Linked DNA regions of Anas platyrhynchos: region 2 is linked to region 1. Evidence: chromatin contacts called from public Hi-C data. All regions are on one chromosome and are shown on one strand. Each heading gives the region's core, a stretch centred on a gene start, on an enhancer-like site or on the middle of the called end of the contact. The rest is flanking DNA. Distances are from core to core; before and after follow the strand shown. Region 1 holds the start of PHC2 (polyhomeotic homolog 2). Region 2 overlaps ZMYND12 (zinc finger MYND-type containing 12).

Region 1 (4,616 bases), core at 1,031-3,530:
AGGAAACGGGAGGCTCGAGGTAAAAGCAGGGGGACTGCAAGAAAACTCCCCCGCTGGCAACAGCGCTCATGACCCACTTAAGTTGTACAAAAAAAATAATAATAAAAAAAGCAAGTTTTGGCCGCACAGAGCCCTGAAGACAAGCTCTCCTCTCCTGCAGCCTGTCCTTGCAGATGTTTCATCCACGCGTTGGGTTGGAGCACCCCTAAAAAGGATCTGGGGGGGATTTTATTGCCACCACTGAGCCCCCTTCAGTGCCGGCAGTTGCCAAACTTCCCAAGGGCTCCAGGACCCAGGGGGTTTCCGCCTCTTCCAGCCCCCCGCCGGCATCCAGAACAAGCCGGGGACAGAGGCGTAGGCTTGAGGCGAGCTGCGTCACCGGGCGATTTCCTTTGGAAAAATACCTGAATTCATGGCAAAAAAAAAAAAAAATAAAACAACCCCCCAGAGGCAACTGGGCAGCTTGCATAACCCGCCCAGCCCCTTTCCTTGCGTTCCTGCCCTGCCCTGGAGCCCTTCTAGCAGCGCCGTGGGCGGCCGGGGGCTTTGCAGGGGGGCAGTGCTTTGGGGATGATGGTGCTCTGGGGATGCTGCTAGGAACCGCTGCGACCCTTGGGGAGGAAGGATTTGGGAGCAATTTGATTGGAAAAAGGGGTCAGGCAAAATGCAAGCCCTGGGAAGGGCGGTGACCCCTGTGCCACATCCCAGGCGGACGCAAGGGATGGGTGCGAGTCAACCCAAGGGGCTTCGGGACGCCCATGGCACCAGAGGGCAGGGGCAGAGCCCCCTTAAACCCCCCCCAGAACGTGAATCGGGGTCCCGGTGGCACCGCGAGCCCACCCGGGCAGTGCAGGGCCCGCAGGTAGGAGGATGTGAGCCAGCTCCATCGCCAGGCCTTGCTCCCACCGGGAAATATCCGGCCCCATTGTTTGCGGGGATGCGCCACGTCCGCGCTTTGTTCCCCCCGGCGCCCACCCACTCCTCAATATCCACACAAATATTTGTGCCCGCCGAGCCCACGCATGGGGCGGCTGGGCCACACCTCGCCGAGAAACCCTCCTCCTCCTCCACCCCCCGAGCTTTCAGGCCAAACGCAGCATTTTTTTTTATTTATTTTTATTATTTTTTTTTAACATCCCCTTGCGTCTGGAGGGAAATTTCCTCCTGGAAACCCAGCCCTCCGTATGTTTGGAGGCTGAATGGCCACCCCGCTGGGTGGAAACAATGAGGATTTCTGCTTAAAAGCTTTTCCTGCCTGGCTCCCCAGTGCGAGCACGGGAAGAGCGTGGCGGGAGCGCGGTGCCGGTGGCCGTGCCGCGGGTGCGACGTCGGCACGCGGGGCCCAGCCCGGTCCCAGCTCGCTCCTGCACCCAAGGGATGCTGGCCTTGCACGGGGCCCATCAGGGTGACCCCAAAACGTGGAGGTGAAGCCATCGCCTTTTTGGGTTGGAAAGCACCCGTTTTGGGCCACCATCTGCTACAGAGCGGTTTTATGTGCGGGTGCTGGTGGGGTCCCGGAGGTGCTCCCTGCTGCTGGGCGCTGCTTGTGCAGGGAAGGGGGCAAAAAAAAAAAAAAAAAAAAAAAAAATAAAATAAAATAAAATAAAATAAAATAAAATAAAAAATAAAATAAAATAAAATAAAATAAAATAAAATAAAATAAAATAAAATAAAATAAAAAATAAAATAAAATAAAAAATAAAATAAAATAAACGGGGGGGAGAAAGGGAGAAAAAAGGAGAAGGGCTCCTTGTGCCGCCCCGAGCCGGGCATGGCAGGGCGGGCATCGCCCCCTCCTGGCGGCTGCAGCGAAGCCCGGGGGGGGGTCCCGGCCCCCGGTGGCAGCCTCGGGCTGGGTGGGAGCCCCCGCACCCTGTGCGGCCCCCCGGGAGCCGCCAAGCCGCCAGTGCCTGCTGCAAGCCCTGAGCCGCAGACGCAGAACTGAGCCCCCCCTGCCAATCCCGGTGCCCCCCCGCAAACCTCGCCCCCCCCCCCCCCGCCCCCTCAGCTCCCGGGGCAGCGCGCGGGCAGCCCCGCCCCCGTTGCCATGGCGACCCGACCCCCCACCCCCACCCTCCCGTCCCGTTGCCATGGCGGGCGCGAGGCGCGGGGGGGGGGCGTGTCCGGGCCGGGCCGGCCGGGCGCCGATTGGACGCGCGGAGCACGTGACATGCAAATGAGCCGCGGCCGCCCTCCGCCCCCAGGCAGCGCCCGGCCCCGCCCCGCCCCGCCCGGCCCCGCCCCCTCCCCGCCGGGCCCCGCCCCCCTCCGCCGCCGGCCCCGCCCCTCCCGCCGGCCCCGCCCCGCCCCCGCCGGCCCGCGCGGCCGCAGCCCCCGGAGGCGCCTCCGTCATGGCCGGCGGGAGCCGCTCGGCCCGGGCCGCGGGGCCGCAGGTACCGGGACCGCCGCGCCGCGCCTCGGGGCCCCGGCGGCTTTGTCTGGTCCGGGGAGGCGGCGGGGAGGGGTTGGGAGCGACCGGGACCGGGAGGGGGGGGGGCGGGACCGGGCCGCGCCGCGCACGCGTCCGTGTGGCCGCGGGGCCGCCGCCGCCGCCGTGCCTCAGTTTCCCCCCGCCCGCCCCGGCACGGCCCCGGCCGCCGGCAGCGCCCCGCGGGCACCGGCAGCGCCGCCCCGCCCCCCTCCTCTCCCCCCTCCCCGGCTCCCCCCGCCCGCCGCCCCCCCCGGGTCCTCCCTCCCCCCCCCTTCCTCCGGTCCCCTCCGCACCCCGGTTTCGCCTCCCGCCGGGGAGGCTCCGGGGCCCGAAGCGGGGGTCCTGGGGGCGCCCCTCGGTGTGGTTCCAGCTCCGGCAGGGCCCAGTGCGGCCGCCCCCAAACCGTCACCCCCTGCCCGGTGCCGGTGGCGGTGTCCCCGAGGCCCCGGTGCCACCGGGACCGGCACCCGCTGCTCAGCAGCCGGACGAGGCAGCGCAGCCGCTCAGCACGGAGCACGGAGCGCGGTTCCCGCCCAGGCGGCGTCGAGACCGGCACACGGCGGACACGTGGCAGCGAGCGGAGCTGGGGAGCCACACGAGGCGACGTGGCCCTGCGGCGGTGACACCGGGAGGAAGCGGCAGCGGGGACAGCGACACCGGCCGTGGAGCAGGGATGGGCCTCGGGAGCCGTGCCCGGGCACCGTGGCACCGGAGCCACGCGCTGGCGGCGTCCCCGTGAGCGTCGGGGCAGCGGCGCCCTCCGGGGATGCGGCGCTGCGGGCAGCCAGGCGCCACCGAAGCCGGGACACGGCGCTGCTGCCGCATCCCCTGGACCTGGCACCGGGGCACGGTGCCGGGTTGTGTCTGTGCCGTGCCATGGCGTGGCCAACGGGGTCACCTGCTGTGGCCACCAGGGCCACCCGCCGTGGCCACTGTGGCCGCTGTCCATGGTGGAGCACCCGGTGCCGCTGTCCCTGGTGCTGGCCATGGCACCCGCCCTGGTGGCGCCCACCGTGGTGGCACCTCCAGGGGCTCGGCCGGGACGTGTGGCGGGGCCACCACCGGGCAGGTGGCCGGAGGCCTCTTGGCACCTCTGGGAGTGCCAGAACGCGGTGGCTGTGAGTGGAGGCGGTGGAGCCACCGTGTCCCGGTGGCCATGGCCTGGTGGCGTGGGCATGGGGCTGGCACCGACTGGGGCCGCGGTGGTGCTGGAGGTGCTGGAGCTGCTCCTGCTCCGTCCTGCTGCTGCCCTGGGACCTCCCTGCGGCCTTGACAGCACCCAGCGCCCTCCGTCCCTGTCCTCCTCCTGCCCTTCCATCCCTCCCGTCCGTCCCTTGCCCACTTCCTTCTGTCCTTCCCTTTGTCCCCTCCATCCATCCTTTCCTTCTTCGTTTCCTCTCCTTCCACCCCTTCTCTCCCCCGTCCTCCCCTCCCACCCTTCGGCCCTTTCCTTCCCTGCTCCCTGCTGCCCTCCCCTCCCCGCACCCTGTGCCACTCCTGTCCTGTCATCCCTCTGTCCTTCCTTCCCCCATTCGGACATTTCCTACTTCTGTCTGTCCTTCCTTCCCTCCCTCCCTCCCTTCGTCTTTATCCGTCCTTCCTTCTATGCTTTTCCTCCTTCCTTCCACCCCTGTCCCAGTTCCTTCCTCCCTTCTGTACTTCCATCCCGTCCCCTCTGTCCGTCCGTCCCTGCCCCCCTCTGTACTTTCGTCCATCCCTGCCTTTTTTGTCCGTCCCTCTTCCCTCGCTCCCTTCATCCCTTTCTTACCTCCTTCTCCCCACCCTCCCGCCCTCCTTTTGTCCCCTTCCTCTCTCCCCCGTCCCTCAGTCTGTCCTTCCTTCTCTCCTTCCCTCCCTTTGTCCCTTCCCTCCCATCCGTCTGTCCGTTTGTTCCTTTCCTCCGTCTGTCATTCTGTCTTTCCTTGTCCTTCCCTTCGCCCCTTTCCCATTTCCTCCTGTCTGTCCTTCTGTCTGTCCTCCCCCCTCAGCCCATGGCTACATCCATCCACCTTTCCCTCCCTTCCTCTCTCTGCTTCCTCCCGTCCCTTCCCTACTTCCTTCCGTCCCCGTCCCTTTGTCCCTTACGTCTGTCCCTCCATTCCTTCTGGCTGTTCTTCCTCCCTTCATCTCCTTCCTTCCTCCCTCCCTTCCCCACTTCCATCTGTCCATCCCTCCCATCCTTCTT
Region 2 (4,616 bases), core at 1,486-3,985, 59 kb before region 1:
CTGTGTGCAAAACTGCCTTGGAGCACTGGATAACCTAAGGCAAATATGCCTTGGCAGCTCTGCATGAAGCCAGCCCATGATTTGCACCCTGTCAAAGTTAAAAAAAAAACACTGGATCTGTTTTGATCTCTGCCACACCATCCACGATGGATCCAGTAGTTACTCATGTTTTCTAGGTTTGTCCTTTATCTGGGATGTCCTGGCAGTGTACCTGCCTGTCACAAGCCACATTTAGACATCAGTTTGGATGTTAAACAGCAAAAAAAAACATAGGTCTTGCATGTGTCCCTACTTGAGCAAGATTCCCTGCATCTACCATGATGTTTATGTAGGTTCACACTATCAGACCTTGTAATTCACTTTTGAATTTGCGCTGCTTTATTTAAGAGATTGTGGCTACAAATTTCAGGTGTAACCAGTGTCCAGTTCTCTGCATTCAGAATAATGGATTTGGAGAAAGTGCTGAACACTAATCACCTAGAAATTGGGCCTTTTTGTTTGGGATAAGCAGTCAGAAACTCATGTTTCTTCTGCCTATGATTTGAAGGGTGAAAATACAGATTATTAATGGTCTCTTCGTTTTACTAGAGAAAGCCATAGGATTTGGAAGACACAAAGAAACAAATTCAAATTAGAAAAAAGGCAAAGCTTTGTAATTGTGGGAATGTCTAGTCACTGGATGAACTGCTGAGGGAAGTGAGGGATTTAGTTCAAACTGAGTCAATACAGCTGTTTCTGCTTGAAATAGCTTTGAGAATGTTCAGATGAACTGCTGTATCAGATGGGAGGTAATGATCTCCAGCAGGAGGAGCTGGGGTTAGTAATCTCTTCTGTCTGCACCACTGGATCCTAAATAAATAAATAAAATAAATAAAATAAATCTGTTGGCAGCTTTACTCTCTCCTCTAAAGCAGCTTGTACAGGTCACCCTCTGAAACAGGCAGCTGAGTGACTGGAGCCTGGATCTGATCCAGTGCAGCTATTCCAATGAGCCTCTGCAGGTATTTTAAGTGCTCCTTGAGAAAAGCCAAATTCCTGACAATTACATTGTCTTTTTTGTTTCATTCCAGGCTTATGAAATGGGGACAAAAGCCTTTGACCTGCTGAAACAACTGCCCCAACAAGAATCTCTAGAAGCCATTGGCCGTTTGTTAAAGTTGATTAACTCCAAGCCTTTTTACACAAAATAAGGAGCTCTTTCTACCAGGGCCAGGTCCTTGGCTACAGATCCTAGTTATCTAACTATGTTGAAAACAATGAAAATACATTACAAGGCATAGGTCCTGTCTGCTATTGTCATCTTTCTAGATGTGTCCTTTTCCATCTCCAGGTGTTTGAAAGTTCAGCTTTGTGGTATTAGTTTATTTTCACATGCTGGTCAACCTCTGTAGACTGTTATGGAATAACAGCATGAGGGTGGGAAACAAAAGCACAACCATCACAAAATGCATGAATTGTTACCTACTTGCTTATGTAAATAAGAACAGCCTTTTGCATCCTCATGTTGTCTGTTCATTGTCTGTTCATGTTGTCTGTGATTCAGAAGCTAAAACCAGCTGACATATACTTGTTACTGTTTTCCTCAATTTTCTTTTCACTTTCATGAGTGAGATACCATGGAGAGATATGGGAGGAAACCAGGGAAGGTCTTCGCTACATTCCTAACTTGGGTGGTTGACACCTGCTCCCCCGAACATGGCTGGGCTTGCTCAGGTGTTTCACCGTTCTGTAACACCCCTCAGTCTCCAACCACAGTCTCACTTTTTGCAGCACTTCAAAGGAGTCTCATAGGTAGCTCTGGACACTGAGGGACTCATTTGTTCCACGCGTGGGAGAACTTGCATCCAGGAGGACCCATGAGAACAGCATCAAGAGCTGTAAGCATGCTTGTCAATGGACTTGAGGCAAAAGATTAAAAAGTTAGCTAGCCTTTTAGCCAAGCAGAGCTTGCAGCCCAAAGAAGTGGCTTCTTCATGTCCAAGAGCTTGCCAGCACATAGGCATCCCATTCTCTCTGGTGCCAGCCCCGAGAGGACAAAATCCACTGAGTTGCTGTGTGCTGCTCCCCATAGGCTCCCATCAAACTGGCTGCCAAGCTCTCATGGGCTTCCTTGCAGAGCAGAGAAAGAAGAACAGCAGGGCACAGAGTATGTGTGACCCTTGGTGTATGAAGGCCAAGATACATTAGAGAAGGGCTAGAGGAGCCCCGCGAGAGCCAGCCCTGTACCTGGAGGCAGCTGCACAGTGAGCTTGGTTCAGACCCTGAAGCATGTGACAGCTGGGAAAGAGGTTAAGGGAAACTTGCCCTGCTGCTGAGGTCTGGATTCAGCTGAGCGTTAAGCCCACGATTAATTCTCATTTACTTCAGGAGGATTTATGAATGCATTTAATTGCCTTGCTGAATTGGGATGGAGTCAAGTACGCTTTTAAATGCTTCGTCGAGCTGGGACCTGAACAATTAGAAAGGACTGATATTCCTGGTAAAGGGAAAGCCATTCACTCCAGTTCAACTGATTTTAATTACAGAGGGTGGGATAGCTCTGAGCAGTGCACACAAGGCAACCCATAGCAGACAGACTTGGGGGCAGGTGGGACACCTCCAAATACTGCTACGGGAGATGCTGGTGGACACATCCACCCTCATATCTCTGTTCCAGCTGACCAGGGCAGCTCTCACTGAAACTGGGCCGAGCACACGGGGGACTCAAGGGGGCGTGCCAGCAGCCAGGATGCTCAGCGCCTGCTGGCACTGTGCCTCAGGACATGGAGGATTTGGATCACTGTGGCTGGGGATTTGGAGGCAGTAATCCCCCCAGGGCATGCCACAGCCAGGCTGTCTCTGCGTGACGTGTCAGGCTTGTGTCCCCTCCATGGTGGTGCCACACAGCACAGTATCACTGTTCCCGGCTATTTAAAGCAGTGTGAAAATTAATTTTTCATAGGTTTGAGGGCCGGGCATCTCCAGGAGCAGGGCCTACACACTGATGAGCAAGGGCTGGAAAAGGAAACCCTAGCAATGGTAATGAGAGGAGCCCTGGGCAGATGACCTTATCCTCAACCCAGTGTTCCACTGTGTGTCTTGCTGGAATTTGCACAAGGAGCATTTTTGGGAGATTTGGAAGATTTTTTACAGGAGCTATTTCCTCTGACCCTCAGGAACAGCCTTTTCCTCTGTATACACTTCAGGGGAAAGAGACATTTCAATAAATAATAGAAAACTGAAGTGATCAACATCAGCATTTCTTTGCCTGGAAGTGTTCGGGCTTGTAGTGCTTGGCACCTTGTTAAAGGGAAAAATTCCCCCAGGAACCAGCGCCATTCCTCCCTGTCTTAGGTGCTCGCAGCAGAGCCGCAGGAACGTGCTGTCCCGACGCAGATCCCAGCCCCAGAAGCTCCCAGAGCAGCCGACTGGGCCAGGGGCAGCTGTGGGGTCCAGCGACAGCCCTCAGGGGATGGATCGTGTCAGGTGCCCACCCGCAGAGCTGCAGATGGGGGCAGAGGTGGCACCTCCACAGCACAAAGTGCAGCTCCGGGGGTTCCAGATGGGGCTTGGGGCAGTTAAATCCCAGGGATGGCCCTGGTAAGGCTCCTCCATGGGCCCATGCGGCGGCTTGGCGATGTCTGAAGGCAGCTCAGCAGTACCAGGAAGTGGCAACAACACACCCAGGAGCATGGCACTGCTCGGCACAGACCTTTTGTAACCAAGAACATTGGTTTCCTTTGAGGGAAAGTTTTGTGCGTGCTGGAGGAGCCCTGCTAATCTGCACCTGTGCTGAGGCAATCCCATTAAGGAGCTCATTGGCAGGAGCTCTTGCTTGGCAGCTGGCAGGGCCCAAAACAGAGCTCCTGGGCTGAAGGCAGCCTGGGCCTGACTGTAGGTAGGCAGCACACGATGCCTGTGAGCAACCAGGCTCTGCTGGCTTGCGTCAGCCAAAACCACAGCCCCACAGCCCAGCTGGGGTCTTCTGCAGTTCCCAAAAGCTGCCCGGCTGTCCCTGTGCTGTTCACTTTTTGCCAAGTGGTAAAAGTGGAATTCAGCCCATCGCACACCCTGCCTTGCCCCGTGAGGCCTTGGCTGCACAGACTGCTCCAGTCCGGAACGAATTGGTCTGGGAGCAGGACAGGCACAGCCACTGCCTATCCCAGTGAACCTGAAACTACAAAAGGTGCTGTAAGCAACACTCCCAGAACAAGGCCTGCATCCATCAGCTGTGCCCATCTCCAAACCAGTGCAGACACCAAATTTCCCCATCCTGCCTTCCCGCTGGCTCCAGCAGTGTGACTTCCCCCTTTCCAGCCCCACCACAAGGTGCTGCAGGGAGGAAAAATGGAGTTGGGGCACAGCCAGCCCAGATCTGGGCACTGGTGAACACAGCCAGAAACCCTTATCTTGGGCCACAGCTGGGATGGTAATAGCACCGTTCTGGGGAGTGCTATGGGGGTTGCACTGCTCCCCATCAACTGCTACCCCTGGAGCAGGGGGTAGCACAGAAAAATGCTCTGTGACCACAAACACATGTCCAAAGATGACCAAGAGCCACAGGGAAAGGCCCAGGTAAGGGTTTGATCCACTGCCCATAAGTCACCAGCAAAAAAAAAAAAGCACAACACACAGGA

The links. Hi-C and Micro-C count contacts between places; a contact is called where the count stands out from the background.
Region 2: a contact with region 1 is called in a Hi-C map of subcutaneous adipose tissue, with 2.5 times the contacts expected there. The contact joins the enhancer-like site here to the promoter of PHC2 in region 1. A contact is called at or near these places in 3 of 8 Hi-C or Micro-C datasets (liver, skeletal muscle and subcutaneous adipose tissue).

What each region holds. Positions count from the first base shown.
Region 1 is chr22:7,946,089-7,950,704 of IASCAAS_PekinDuck_T2T, reverse strand. It overlaps PHC2 (polyhomeotic homolog 2), which reads left to right and starts at 2,280. Exons shown (of 15, transcript XM_072026831.1): 1 at 2,280-2,393.
Region 2 is chr22:8,005,895-8,010,510 of IASCAAS_PekinDuck_T2T, reverse strand. It overlaps ZMYND12 (zinc finger MYND-type containing 12), which reads left to right. Exons shown (of 8, transcript XM_072027071.1): 8 at 1,071-1,502. The coding sequence ends at 1,190. Among named protein-coding and RNA genes, the nearest start is that of ZMYND12, 14 kb to the left of the region's middle. Within about 2 kb of position 2,735, at least 1 of the 8 cell types and tissues checked has an H3K27ac peak or open chromatin away from gene starts, as enhancers often do. A contact at or near this core is called in subcutaneous adipose tissue, where this site is marked.